Linked DNA regions of Mus musculus: regions 2, 3 and 4 are each linked to region 1. A link is a contact called in public HiChIP or PLAC-seq and promoter capture Hi-C data. All regions are on one chromosome and are shown on one strand. The core of a region is the stretch at or near the end of the contact, and the rest is flanking DNA. Distances in the headings are between cores, read along the strand shown. Region 1 holds the start of Dnaaf3 (dynein, axonemal assembly factor 3). Region 2 has its middle 37 kb from the start of Oscar. Region 3 holds the start of Lilra6 (leukocyte immunoglobulin-like receptor, subfamily A (with TM domain), member 6). Region 4 has its middle 23 kb from the start of 1700095K22Rik.

Region 1 (3,545 bases), core at 712-3,211:
CACAAGCACCCACACATGGGTGTGCATACATGCATATGGTACAAAACACACAGAAAGGAGCGAGGTGTTCTGCTTCATCGTGAGTCTGGAATTATATGATGTTATAAGTTATGCTATACATTTCTCTTTGCCTTATTGTGTGAGTTTTTGACTGCCTGTCTGTCTGTCTGTCCCCAGCATGTATACTGTGTACCACCTACATGTATATCCTCAGAGGCCAGAAGAGAGCATCAGATTTCCCGGGACTGGCATTATATACCGATGGTTGAAAGCTGACTGACATGTGGGTGTTGGGATCTGAATCAGGTCCACTGGAAGAGCAACCAGCGCTCTTGACTGCTGAGCCAGCTCTCCAGCCCTCTCTCTGTGTATAATGATGCTTGAACTATTACACCTACTTCTATCCCGTGACCCCCACCCCACAGGATTGAATTATAGTCTCGTACTATCACACCTGGATTGATGTGGTGCTGGGATGGAACACAGTGTTTCAGTCACGCCATTCCTGAAGGTATCGTTTCTGTAGCATTGTCTCGATTAGTTTTTGTCCTTCATTCTAGTAAGTTCTTCTATTGCTTAACATGATCTGAGAGACCAGTGTTAGGTATCTTCCCAGGAGGAAGATTTCTAAATTTGTATTTGAAAATTTTATTCTTTGTGTGTGAGTGTGTGTGTTACTCAAGTGTTTGTGGGTGCCAAAAGAGGTGAGAAGAGGGCATGAGAGCCCTGGGGCTGAAAGTACAGGCCGTTATGATCCTTCTGATGTGGTGCTGAGAACTGAACTCTCCCGTTCTCTAGGAGAGCAGAAAGTACCTTTATTTTTTATTTTATTTTATTGTTTTGTTTTTGTTTTTGTTTTTGTTTTTTGAGACAGGGTTTCTCTGTGTAGCCCTGGCTGTCCTGGAACTCACTCTGTAGACCAGGCTGGCTTCGAACTCAGAAATCCGCCTGCCTCTGCCTTCCAACAGAAAGCACCTTTAACTGCTGAACCTTTCTCCAGCTCCCAGCTCCAGGAGGGAGGATTTTTTTTTTTTTTTTTTTTAGCTTTTATACAGTGCGGTAGCCTTTGCTGGGCTAGAATAAGATATGGCAAACTGGTCTTGAACCACTGATTTTCCTACTTCAGAATGTTGGTATTACAGGTCTGTGCCATGGTGCCTGCTAAAGATGTATTATTGAGTAATGACTGTGAGTAATAGCCTGATCATATATTCTAGAAAAATCTACTGAGCAAGGTCCTGTTTTTCACCTAGTGAGGCCTGTATTCAGACAAGAGCCCAGGTGTAAAAGAAACAAAAACAAAAGAACAAAACAGAGATGTGAAGGCATGTCTTGGCTTCCTGTTATAATTTGGATTCACAGAGATTTCATTAGAATCCAGGAGTGGTGGCTCACAATATTTAAACCAAGGCCAGGAGGACTGCTGCGAGTTCGGAGTAACTCGAATAAAGAGGGACTCTGGCTCAAAAAGAAGAAGAGGAGGGAAAAGAAGAAGAGGGGAGGAGAGGAGGAGGGGAGGGGGAGAAGAAGGAAGAGGAGGAGGAAAGAAGAAAAAGGAAGAAAGGAAGGAAGGAGAGAGAGAGAGAGAAAGAGAGAGAGAGAGAGAGAGAGAGAGAGAGAGAGAGAGAGAGAGAGAGAGAGAGAGAGAGAGAGAAAAGAAAGAAAAAGAAAAGAAAGACAAACAGGGAAGACATTTCGTTCAGTTCTGATTTAATTTGAAGCAGCAAGGTAGATCCTCCCTTTCCTAGAAATTTGGAGGACGGATCCAGAAAGCAGGCACCCTACTCTGGTCCGGCTGTCGTTATGACAACCGCGTCCGGTGTCCAGTTTCAGACCACACCGCAGCCATCTCCCGGAGCTTCTATTGGTCAAAAGTTCATAGCGAGCGGCACCTTTTCACGTTAATTGGTCAGTTGATAGCAATAATGCAAAACCACCTGCTCCCATTGGGTGATGACTCAGAGTGGGCGAAGCCTCTGGGAAACTGTTGTGGTGGCTTCCAGGAGCTCAGCACAGGACCCTACCTACGGATATTTTGAAGAATAAAGGTGAGGGGATTAACGTGGAGGCGAAGGGGTAAGAAGCGGGGCAGCGAGAAAGGGAGGGATGAGATGGACAAATGTGGAATTCCCCGGACTCCTGTCCCACAGAGCGATGACCACGCCTGCGGGCTCGGGCACCGGTTATGGTAGTGTGTCCTGGTGGGGTCTGTCCCCGGCGCTGGACCTACAGGCAGAAAGTGAGTCTACCCTAAGACCACACACGGTCTTAGACAGAGGTGCCTTTCCTACTACAACTGTGGACTGTGCTCACAGCCCACAGCACTTGTGTCTGTGGTAGGGGATGCTGATGGGATGTGTATACCAACGTTCCCTAAATTAACTGGCTTGGGGAGAAGGGTTAATACTGAGTGCTATAAGGCAAAGGTATCGCTGTTTTTTGGAATCCAGGCTCGGCGTATCAAGCCTGCTGGTTTCTTAACTTCTAAAGTTAGCTAACTGCAGGAGAGACGAGCAGTCGACTCTGCCTGCTATCGTCTTGCCAGGTCCTCCTGTAGACCCAGATTCACAGTCGAAAACAGAGCGCAAGGTCCCAGAACTGGATGCCCTGCTGTTAGGTTCTGTGGATGGTAGACACATGCTGCGGACCCTGGCCAGGGCAGCGCTCTGGCCTCTCAGGAGCTTCAATGTGAGTTGGGATTCTGGGATCCTGGTTGGAGTGGAATGAACGGCCGATTCCTGAGCCTTTGAGAGAAGAGAGGATTGCAATGAAAGTTTCCAGGTCCTAGAGGTTAGGCTGTGGATCTGAAGAGTCTCAGACCTTGTCCTAGGGAAGTAAGGTCCTGGGATTTGAGGCCCCTGGGCTTCAGTAAGAGCGAGAGCCCAAGAATCAGGTCTCCAGCCGGGCAGTGGTGGCATATGCCTTTAATCCCAGCACTTGGGAGGCAGGTGGATTTCTGAGTTCGAGGCCAGCCTAGTCTCCAGAGTGAGTTCCAGGACAGCCAGAGTTACACAGAGAAACCCTGTCTCAAAACAAACAAACAAACAAACAAACCCCAAAAAATCAGGTCTCCAGAGTGAGTTCCAGGACAGCTAGGGCTACACAGAGAAACCCTGACTCAAAAAAACAAAACAAAACAAAACAAAACGAAACAAAACCAAAAACAAAACAAAACAAAAAATCAGGTCTCCAGGAGTGGTGTGAGGGGTGATCTCGAATCTAGACTTATGGCTTAAGAGAGAGACCTAGCAAGCTGGATCTAGTGGTTAAAGCCTGTAATCATAGTTGCTCCGGAGGCTGAGGCAGGAGAAGCATCGTAAGTTCAAGGCCATCCTGGGCAACAGAGAGTTCAAGGGCGACCTAATGAGACTATGCCTCACAATAGAAAGAAAAACAGGGGGGGGGGGGGATGTGCTGGGAATGGAGTTCAGTGGTGGAGTGCTGCTCTAACTTTTACAAGGTCCCTGGTTGGGTTCCATCTCCATACAGGGGTGTTGGGGGAGGCTGGTGTTCTGGGCTCCTAGGTCTGCAGAATTGTCTTGTCT
Region 2 (3,545 bases), core at 751-3,250, 950 kb after region 1:
AAGGTTTCTTCAGCTTACACTTTCACATTGCTGTTCATTACCAAAGGAAGTCAGGACAGGAACTCACACAGGGCAGGAAAGAGGAGCTGATGCAGAGGCCATGGAGAGTTCTGCTTACTGGCTTGCTATCCCTGGCTTGCTCAGCTTGCAAGCTCCTATAGTGGGCCCTCCCACCCTTGATCACTAATTGAGAAAATGCCTTATAGCTGGATCTCATGGAGGCATTTCCTCAAGGGAGCCTCCTTTCTCTGTGATAACTCCAGCTTCAAATCAACACACAAAACCAGCCAGTACACCCAACAACCAGGACAGCAGCCTTCTATTATGCAGATGTCTCTGTGTCTTATTCTTTTTTTTTTTTTAAAGATTTATTTATTTTTTATTTATATGAGTACACTGCAGCTGTCTTCAGACACACACTACAAGAGTGCATCATTACAGCTGGTTGTGAGCCACCATGTGGTTTCTGGGAATTGAACTCAGGACCTCTGGAAGAACAGTCAGTGCTCTTAACCGCTGAGCCATCTCTCCAGACCTGTGTCTTTATTCTTAAACCCCAAATGGGACACACACACATCCCAAAGGCCTCACAATACCACCTCAAGAAAAAGATCTAAGTTCAAGATTTTGGGGAGAATACTGGTACATGAGTGAAGTTGCTAGGTACATTCTAATCAGAATCAACCTCTGACAGCTGCTCAAGTCTCCTTATTGCTGTGGAAGCACTGGGAGGTGGACAGATCTCCCTCTCCCTCTCCCTTTCTCCCACTCTCCCTCACTCCCCCCTCCCCCTCCCCCTCTCTCTCTTTCTCATCCCCCCCCTCACACACACACACACACACCAGGGGTTTTTCCCTCATGATTTTTTTCTCTCACAGCAAGAAGGAGTGGAGGTATTTCTTCATCAACCCTTGGCAGATGTTGCTGGTGGCTATTTTCAGGGCCATTAATTTCCTAGCACGCTCACAGATGGGCAGAGGGGATTTCACCAAAGAGCCTCAAGCACCAACATGCAGGTGTGAGCTGTGGGGCTGCATGCGCTTCAGATGCAGGCAGGAAGGCAGCCATCTGCAGACTCAGGGTCCTGCCCAAGCTGTTCTTCACCTCTCCTTCCTTCCTGTTACATTGTTGGTGTTTTTGATGTGTATGGGTATTTTGCCTGCAAGAATCTCTGCATGCATGCAATCCCTACATAAATTGGGATGAATTCTCAGCTCCTCCCCAATAAGTAAATAATAAATGTGATAAAGTGTTTTATATTGACTGTTGGGCAAGGGAGTAGATACAGCTATTTACTCAGATAGCTAAATTTTTAAAAGTCAGCAGCTGTTGCAAACAAGGAGAATTTTATTTCCTCCTATATAATTCGGATAGAATTTTTTTTTTCTTGCTCAATTGGTTATCACTTCCATTCTATGTCCAATGGACGGAGCGAAAGTAGGCATTATTGTCTTAGATAATGGTGTAATAACGAAATATCTTGAACTAGATGTCATATAAGATAGAGAAGCTTATTTTTCATGATTCTGGAGATGTTGCAAGTCTGAGATGGAGTCATTGGCAGGTTTGATGTCTGAGGACAGCTTCCTGCTTCATAGATGACACCTTCTTGTGCAGTCTTGGCCAGGCAGAAGTGGTGAGAGAATACTTAAGACTTGTTCTGTTTCAGACCCAGGACAAGGGGCTGAGCTGCAAAACTTTACATACCAAAGCCGACCTGGCCTTCAGGTTCTCCCAGCATCCCTCAGTCCCTACCTGGCATACCCCACCCTCTACCCAGAACTTTCCAGCACAAGGGTGGGCGGCTCTCCACCCCTACCCCCACCCCCCAGCCATCTTCCTATATAATCCAGACACGTGAAAGTTTGGTTTATTGCTATGTATTGCAATGCTAATAGGCCTGCAAGTGGCTTCTCACTTTTACAGCGTTTTGTTACGCAAATCTTGTTCCTTGATTTAAATTGATTGGTTAAATAAAATTGGCTACAACCAATGACTGGAGAGATTAGAGGTAGGTTGGGAGTGACCTTGTTGGAGGAGAGACTGGGAGAATGAGGAGGAAGAGGCCAAGAGGGGAGAGGAACCGTGAGCTCCTGGCCAGGAGAAACAGCAAGTATCTGGGGTACACTGCTGGGAGGGTAGCCAGGCCTGCAGTTAGAAGAGCAAATTAAGGGTGACCCCCAGTAATTGCCAAAGCCAAATAAAATAACCATAGTCTGAGTCTCATTTATTTGAAAGCTAGTTGGGGATCTCTCTGTCCTATTTTCCTTCCCTCTTCATGTGAGCTTTCTCTCTTCCTTCCCTCTCTACCTTCCCATGACAATTTCCCTTCTTCCTTGGGGCCAGTGAACTCACCCTATAAATCTGCATTTATATATGTTTTAATCTGGTTTGAATTGGCTCATTTCACTGGTAGAAAAACAACTTATCAAGACTCTTAAAAAATATATTAGTCAGGTATGGTGGTGCTCTCCTTTAATCCCAACATTTGGGAGGCAGACCTGAGTTTCAAACCTGCCTGGTCTGCGTAGGCATTCCAGGACAGCTAAGTTGACATACTGAGACCCTGTTCCAAAAAGCCAAGAAAAGAGGTGACTTATATTTTGTGTGGGTGTGTATGTGGAGGCTAGGAATCGAACCTCAATCCTCTGCAAGAGTGCTCTTAATCTCTGAGCTATCTCTTTCTCTCTCCCTTTATTAAAAGATTTATTTTATATACATGAGTACATTTATTTTATGTACTGTAGCTGTCTTCAGACCCACCAGAAGAGGGCATCGGATCCCATTGATGATGGTTGTGAGCCACCTTGTGGTTGCTGGGAATTAAACTCAGGACCTCTGGAAATGTAGTCAGTGCTCTTAACTCTGAACCATCTCTCTGTCTCTGTCTCTGTCTGTCTCTCCTTTTTTTTTTTTTTTTTTTTTTTTGGATACAAATTCTGCTCACTGGAGAATGATGTTATTTCTCTGCCAGTGAAACATGCCAATTGAAGCCAGATTAAAGTATATACAGGCAGGTGGTCCCAAGGAATGAGACCAGGGAAGTCCCGTGGGAAAGGAGACAAAGGGGAGGGGGAAAGAGAAAGAGAAAAAGTGTGTGTACATGACAAGAGAGGAAGAGGAGAGGGAAAGGGAGAGAGACCAAAATGCAAAATGTTTGGTTTATATAGGAAAATGTCTCTTAAGAGAGAGAAAGACCAGCCTTGTGATAATAAGAGAGACAAAAGGAGGGGGCAAGCGATTCTGTTTATAGTGGACCAGGCCTACCTGTCTGTTGCCAGGTAACTGTGGGAATGGAGTCCAGACAGAATACCAGCAAGCCCCTGGGCTGGAAAGTTCAGGGTAGAGGGTGGGTTATGCTAGGTAGGGACTGAGGGATGCTGGGAGAACCTGGAGGCCAGGTCAGCTTTGGTATGCTTTTTTTTTTTTTTAAGATTTATATATTATGTATATAAATACACTGTAGCGATACAGATGGTTGTGAGCCATTGGCCCCAAGATTTATTTATTATTATACATAAGTACACTGTAGCTGTCTTCAGACA
Region 3 (3,545 bases), core at 650-3,149, 620 kb after region 1:
TCCTTGGACTTCCATTCACAGCTGCGACTGAACCATTGTTGGGAATTGGGCTGCCGACTAAGTCATCAATAAATTCCTTTACTATTTAGAGACTATCCATAAATTCTGTGACTCTAGAGAACCCTGACTAATACAAGTTGGAATGCCCATGCCAGGGGGAAACCCACCTTCACTGGCTGCTGTGTCACTGAACAGTGGGTGTTAAGGAGGGAGGTACTAGGTTGGGATCTAGTGTTTCATAACATCTGGAAAGATCAGACTTTCAAGATAAGATAAAAGAATTTATTTGGAAACCACCATCCCTGACCTCAATCTATACTATAGAGCAATAGTGATAAAAACTGCATGGAATTGGTACAGATACAGACAGGTACATCAATGAGGTAAAATTGAAGACCCAGAAATGAACCCACACAGCTATGGTTACTTGATCTTTGACAAAGGAACTAAAACCATCCAGGGGAAAAAAGACAGCATTTTTAACAAATGGTTCTGGTTCAACTCACAGTCTGCAGGTAGAAGAATGCAGATCGATCCATTTTTATCTCCTTGTACGAAGCTCAAGTCCAAGTGAATCAAGGACCAGATATGCTGAATCTAATATAATATATATTACATATATTATATTAATATAATATATTATTAATTATATTATTAATATATTATATATAATATACATATATTATTATATATAATTATATAATATATACTATATAATATATATTATATTAATAATTAATTATATTATTAGCGTGTGATCAAATGCTTCTTCACATGGTAGAAAAGCAAGAAAAGTTGTGTAGTGGTTATTCCTGGTTGTCAACTTGACTATATTTGGAATGAACTACAATCCAGAATTGGAAGGCTCACCAGTGACCCTTATCTGAATATATTAATATAATATATATATTAGATTATAACATAATCTAATATCAGAAAACATGTGGAAGAGCCTCAAATTCATAGGCTGGCATGACCACCCAGTTCTCCCAGGGTCTAGACCACCAACTAAGGAGTGTACCTGGAGGAATCCATGGCTCAAGATACACATGTAGCAGAGAATGGACTCTCTCACAGCAATGGGAGGGAAGACTACATTGATGCCCCATAGTAGGGGGATGTTTGAGCAGTGGGCGAGAGTGTGGAGGGGTGAGGGCACTCTCATAGAGGCAAAAAGAATGGGGAGGCCATATGTAGGATGGGGAGTTGGTGGAGGGAACACCAGGAAGTGGGATATCATTTGAGATATAAACAAATGGAATGATTAATTTAAAAAAAGAATTATGGTCATATTTGTACACCTACAACCTGTATCCCAAGAAACTTAAATAAACCTGCACCTGTGTGGACCAGTAACCCCATGACAAGATAACTTGTTGAAAGAGCAGAATGACTTAGGAAAACGATGATGGTAAGTGATGAGACACTGATATAGCTCAGTACATAAGTGTCTGCTACCAAAATAAGACCTGATCCTGTTGACAGGATCCACACTGGACAAGGAAAACTGATTGCTGAAGTTGTATTCTGACCTCCATACACGTGCTTTGACACACATGCATGTGTATATACAAACAACATAGAGACAATAAAACACTAAAAAAATGAAAAAATGTTCACACATGTTTGCTACAATATGGCCATGACAGTAATGTGCATAGGTGAGGCAGACACTGGTGGGATGAGGAATCGCCATCTGTGTAAGACCTAATGGCAGAGGGTCTACTGCCTGGCCTAGTCACACCATTGAGGAAGTCAGAGCACGGTCCTGAGGAGGGCAGTTCCTCTTTCTGTGGGGTTGCTGATATATGACATTGTCATGGGGACTGCCCTGCCTCCAGTGCCACACCCTGTACACAATCCCTTCAGAAAGGCTCTGTAGCTCTGGCCTCAAGCACAGTTGCAGCCACTGAGGGGAGATGCCATGTCCTGCACCTTCACAGCCCTGCTCTGTCTTGGTGAGATGTGAAGAAGGGGAGGGGAAACTGAGGTCTGGAAATGATCATGGCCTGTAGACCAGCACTCACCCAAGAGGAAATGCCAGGGTCTGAGATGTTTCTACAGACTTGCTCAGCCTTAGGGACAAATCTCTTACAAAGAACTCTCTTCCAGGACTGACTCTGAGGCTCTGGATCCCAGTGCTGACAGGTGAGTGTGTCTGCAGCTGACCTGAAATGCTCTTCTCTTCAGATCCAGGAGCCATGCCTGGGCTGTGATGGTGGAAAACACCACCTGTGTGAGTCTGTGGGTGGCGGGAAGGTCATGAGGTTAAGGACTTCAATCTGAGTGTGTTTGTCCTGAGTCCTAGTTGCTCTGTTACTTGCAGGGTCCCTCCCTAAGCCTATCCTCAGAGTACAGCCAGACTCTGTGGTCCAAGTGTGGACTAAGGTGACCTTCTTGTGTGAAGAGACAATTGGAGCCAATGAGTACCGCCTCTATAAAGATGGAAAGCTATATAAAACCGTAACAAAGAACAAACAGAAGCCAGCAAACAAGGCTGAATTCTCATTCTCAAATGTACACCTGAGAAATGCAGGTCAATATCGATGTTCCTACAACACCCAGGATGAATCATCAGGCTACAGTGACCCCCTGGTGCTAGTAGTGACAGGTGAGAGACACACAGGATCCTAGGCCTCAGGTTATAACTGTCCAGACTTGGCTCTGTTAACAGGAATGCCCACCCTCACTGTGGGAACCTCAGAGCCAAGGAGAATAATGAGGCTTGGGGATATTTAACTGACTCCTCCTTCTCTCCAGGACACTACTGGACACCCAGCCTTTCAGCCCAGGCCAGCCCTGTGGTAACTTCAGGAGGGTATGTCACTCTCCAGTGTGAGTCTTCGCAGAGCTATCACAGGTTCATTTTAACTGTAGAAGGACAGCAGAAGGTCTCATGGACACAAGACTCACAGTATAACATCTCTACAGGGAAGTACCACGCCCTGTTCTCTGTGGGCCCTGTGACCCCCAACCAGAGATGGATATGCAGATGCTACAGTTATGACAGGAACAGACCATATGTGTGGTCACCTCCAAGTGAATCCGTGGAGCTCCTGGTCTCAGGTGAGGAACCTCAGCCTTCCATAGAATGATATTGAAATCATACAGGTTTCAGAGACCACTTGATGTGCGGTGTATGTGGGGATCCAGGGCTCTTTTGAACGTTGACACAGAGCACAGGAAACAGTGATTCCAAGACTCACAGTGACAGCCAAGCCCAGAGTGCCCATTAGGGAGATGATGCTTTATGAGGGCTTCGGTTACTCTGGATCAGCTGTAGCACCATCCACCAGAGCTCAGAGATTCTGGAAAACACAGAGAGGAAGGATGATGATAGCTAGAGAGGTTGAGGATACCCGGAGGACACGCCCTGGAGAGCACAGAATCAACTAAGCAGGAATCCTGAGGGCTCACAGAGCCTGCACGGGTGTACCCTAGGACCTCTGCATACATGCTGTGACTGTTCCAAATGATAGCATTTTTTATAGCTGGTCGTGGTGGCCCACACCTTTAATCCCTGCACTCGGGAGGCAGAAGCCAGC
Region 4 (3,545 bases), core at 444-2,943, 530 kb after region 1:
GCTCTCTAGTGTGTCATTGAAAGTTGGAGAAAAGTGGATTTAAATGGGGTCATCTGGAGGTTGTTTGATTCTTTTCAGCTTTCTATTACAGAGGAGAATACTCTCATTGGGAAAGGATCCTGATTAGAAAGTTTGCAAGTTTCATGTCACACTTGTTCTCTGACTTTTGACCCCCAGCTGAAGGAACCTGGGCAGTGTATATTTTTCTCACTAGCATTTCTCTTTCAGGATTCTGACTGGGCTGGATCACTCACATGAAGGATGGAGAGTCATATCTACGTGATTCTAACCCCTCCCCATCAATGGCCATAGTAGATAGTAGTTGCATGTATTTGAAGCCTTCTTAAAAAACCCACTTTAAGCCACATGACTATCACACAATAGTCTCCTCCTCCAACATACTATAAATTTTGCAGGTTTCTCATCTACACATACCTGATCTTTCACCCTTGTCTTTGGTGCTGTATCAGATAACAGAGTCTTCTTTGATTCCCTTTTATGTTCACCATCACTTATTAAAAACCAGAATCCAGGTAACTTAGCCATACATTTCTTGACCTCGCCCATCTCTCTTGCTGGTCTCCTTCCTACAAAGTCTGAAACCTCAACAGGGATTCTGTGATAGCAACAGTAGGTTCCCAGAGATGGAGGCTCCTTCTTTTCTCAGTCTTTGTTCTTACACACTCATATTAAACTCATATTTTAATTCACAATGCCACTGCAGCTCCAACCATCACATGTATCTGCATAGTAGACAGAGAGCAAAAATTTTTATGAGTTCTTGAAGGTATCCCTAGCAAGGCTCCATCTCTTTAGCACAGTGTAACTGTAAGCCTTACATGAACCGGGTACTCCTGAAAGGCAGGCTGGGGCTGAAAGAGACTAGATAGCGAGAAAAGAATGAGGCTAAGACAAATTTTTCTCTGATCAAGACCCCAAAGTTTACTAAGAGTCTGTGCTTATAAAGAGGGGAGGCCAATCCCCCGCCAATCCATTCTTGGTGTCTGGAGCCAGCCTGTAGGCGACATGCAGGATAGGATGTGTCTCTGGAATGTCTCAAGGTCTCTCAGCAGGTAGCAGAGTCTTGGAGAACAGTGGTAGTTGACATAATATAGCCATCATAATATAGCTACACTCCAGGTGATCTTATATTCAGTGGCAGCCTGCTTCAAAGCTGAGGGAGGCTACAATTCCTCCCTAAATATATACTAAAAATTAGCTGGACTGAGGCATAAAATTATTTTTATGCTCCATAGTCCTGCCTGGGAGTTATGGTGGCTGGCGGCCGTGCCTGGCTTGGGATATCTCTGATTTTCCCGAACTATTCTTATCTGTCAACTATTCTTATCTTATTCTTATGCAGCTTGTTTGTGTTTATTTTACACCAACATGGCTCTGTGGTGTATTATTAATAAACCACGGCCTCTTGGCATATACCTCTGTCTTCGATTGATATAGTTCTGAAATCTGGTTGCCCGACATTGACTGAATGGCCCTCATACCACACCTTATTCCCAAATCAGACCAAAGCCACAATATATACTCAATATGCTTCTTCATATCAATGAATTTCTGCCACCTGTACTTGCTAGAGGCGGGGCTGCATGCTTGCTGAAAACAGGCTGTAAGGCGTTGACTGATCTGCTTGAAAAAACAAAGTCAGTTGAAAAACAACAGGATAAAAGCTTCTTCCGGGAAGTCCAGGTACTCTATTCAGTTGCAAATTAGCAATGAACAAGCTTAGACTCTGACCTTTCAGTGTAGGAGAGGTGACTCTGAGAATCAACAGAAAGGCTGTAAATTCTCTGGAAATGGAGGCTGAGCTCCAAATAACTTTTTCAACTAAAAAGGATTTTTAGCCATCATCGAGGTTAGAATCATACTTACTAGAAGATTCAGGATCTGTGTCCACTTGACGAACCAGTCTTTCAGGCAGCCATTGAAAGGAAATAAAACTTGAAACCTGTGACTCATGTAATGTATGTCAAAAAGCCCAAAGAGTTGTTTGTGAGCTTTAAAACCTGGGGCTGAGAACATAGCAGAACAGGCCAAGACATGCCCAGGCAGGCCGTTACAAGATGGCGCTGACATCCGTTGCTCGTAGTAAAATGTGCGCAGGCGTCAGGGTATCGTTCCATTACCTGAGCCCTGCCTTTCTCGTGGCGTTAACTGACTGATAGTGGGCAGCCAATCCCAGTGGTGCACATCTCCAACCATTTTTTCGCAGCCTATAAAAGGGAAGGGTTTTCTGCTCTCTGGGTCTCCTCTCCTGAAGCTGATCATCTATCTCTCGAGATGTATTAAAGCTGTACTGCAGAAGGATCCGAGTGGCCTGCATGCGTTTTGCTGGCGAGACGGTAGAGTGGGTCAGCTAGAGAAATGTAATTTATCATGATCACATCTAGTCAAAGCAACAGGATCTGAAATTAAGGCCTCTCCTATTAGAGCTCTGTCGATGAAATCATTGCCTGCAGCAAAAGGTACAGGAAGACCAGAATGTGCTCGTATATGACCAATATAAAACAGATGTTTTTGGGCAAGAATGATATTTTGCAATTGTGAAAACAGAGATCCTTCTTGCATATTAAAGTTAAATGTACCACAAGTCTCCAATAAGGGAATCGATTGTGCAACATATAAACTATTAGTAAAAACATAAAGAGCATCATTTACAGGCTGAAAAACATTCAGTACTGCTGTCAACTATGCTAACTGAGCTGAGAGGCCAGGAGTCTCTATGACTACTTGTTGATTATTCATGAGATATCCAGCTCACCCTTTAGAGGAGCCGTCAGAAAAAAATCAAAAGAACATTATACAAAGGCTGTAAAGAAGTCACATTAGGGTTTCTGGATCCCTCATAGACTAGTCTGTGCAGATGAGAGTGTGGACTACAGAAGCTGCACAGATTCTGCAACAGACAGAAGTGACACAGCTGCTGGGGCAGACCCTGTTTTGGGCTACAGACATCCAGGCACCTTCCCCACCGGAGTAGGGGTGTCCACCCGCCTGGGAGGGCTTTGCCGGAGCACTTGGGGGAGCCATCTCTGGTCCTGGATCTCTGAGGGACTAGTCTGTGCAGGTGAGAGTGTAGACTACAGAAGCTACACAGCTTCTGGGACAGGTCCTGTTTTGGGCCTTCATGTTCACCAAGAGGCAGGTCCGAACACCAGATAATCTGTGCACCTTCCCTGCAAGAGGAGAGCTTGCCTGCGGAGAGTACTCTGAACACTGAAACTCAGGAGAGAGCTAGTCTCACAGGTCTGCTGGCAGAGGTTAACAGAATTATGGGAGGAGCAAGCTCCAAACAGAGACAACTATAACAACTAACTCCAGAGATTACCAGATGGCAAAAGGCAAATGTAAGAATCTTACTAACAGGAACCAAGACCACTCACCATCATCAGAACCCAGCACTCCCACCTGAGCCAGTCCTGGATACCCCAACACATCCAAAAAGCTAGACTCGGATTTAAAAGCATATCTCATAATGATGGTAGAGGACATCAAGATGGACTTTAATAAATCACTTAAAGATGTACAGG

Evidence for each region. Promoter capture Hi-C pulls out the DNA fragments that hold promoters and counts their contacts. HiChIP or PLAC-seq counts read pairs in DNA pulled down with a chosen protein or histone mark.
Region 2: a contact with region 1 is called in a promoter capture Hi-C map of embryonic stem cells, with 4 times the contacts expected there. The contact joins the enhancer-like site here to the promoter of Dnaaf3 in region 1. A contact is called at or near these places in 16 of 39 promoter capture datasets (the 3T3-L1 cell line, 3T3-L1-derived adipocytes, the C10 cell line and 10 more) and 3 of 115 datasets of contacts at active chromatin or transcription factors (embryonic stem cells and epiblast stem cells).
Region 3: a contact with region 1 is called in an H3K4me3 HiChIP or PLAC-seq map of bone marrow-derived macrophages, with 5 times the contacts expected there. The contact joins the promoter of Lilra6 here to the promoter of Dnaaf3 in region 1. A contact is called at or near these places in 2 of 39 promoter capture datasets (embryonic stem cells and pre-B cells) and 1 of 115 datasets of contacts at active chromatin or transcription factors (bone marrow-derived macrophages).
Region 4: an H3K27ac HiChIP or PLAC-seq map of embryonic stem cells shows a contact between it and region 1, with 4 times the contacts expected there. The contact joins the enhancer-like site here to the promoter of Dnaaf3 in region 1. A contact is called at or near these places in 11 of 39 promoter capture datasets (the 3T3-L1 cell line, the C10 cell line, the HPC-7 cell line and 5 more) and 2 of 115 datasets of contacts at active chromatin or transcription factors (embryonic basal ganglia and embryonic stem cells).

The regions. Positions count from the first base shown.
Region 1 is chr7:4,530,881-4,534,425 of GRCm38.p6, reverse strand. It overlaps Dnaaf3 (dynein, axonemal assembly factor 3), which reads left to right and starts at 1,961. Exons shown (of 12, transcript NM_001033548.3): 1 at 1,961-2,048; 2 at 2,151-2,239; 3 at 2,546-2,688. The coding sequence starts at 2,155.
Region 2 is chr7:3,577,631-3,581,175 of GRCm38.p6, reverse strand. No RefSeq gene overlaps it. Among named protein-coding and RNA genes, the nearest start is that of Oscar, 37 kb to the left of the region's middle. Within about 2 kb of position 2,000, at least 16 of the 459 cell types and tissues checked have an H3K27ac peak or open chromatin away from gene starts, as enhancers often do. A contact at or near this core is called in embryonic stem cells, where this site is marked.
Region 3 is chr7:3,913,855-3,917,399 of GRCm38.p6, reverse strand. Lilra6 (leukocyte immunoglobulin-like receptor, subfamily A (with TM domain), member 6) reads left to right here and starts at 1,899. Exons shown (of 9, transcript NM_011090.2): 1 at 1,899-1,958; 2 at 2,113-2,148; 3 at 2,327-2,611; 4 at 2,761-3,066. The coding sequence starts at 1,925.
Region 4 is chr7:4,002,354-4,005,898 of GRCm38.p6, reverse strand. No RefSeq gene overlaps it. Among named protein-coding and RNA genes, the nearest start is that of 1700095K22Rik, 23 kb to the right of the region's middle. Within about 2 kb of position 1,693, at least 4 of the 459 cell types and tissues checked have an H3K27ac peak or open chromatin away from gene starts, as enhancers often do. A contact at or near this core is called in embryonic stem cells, where this site is marked.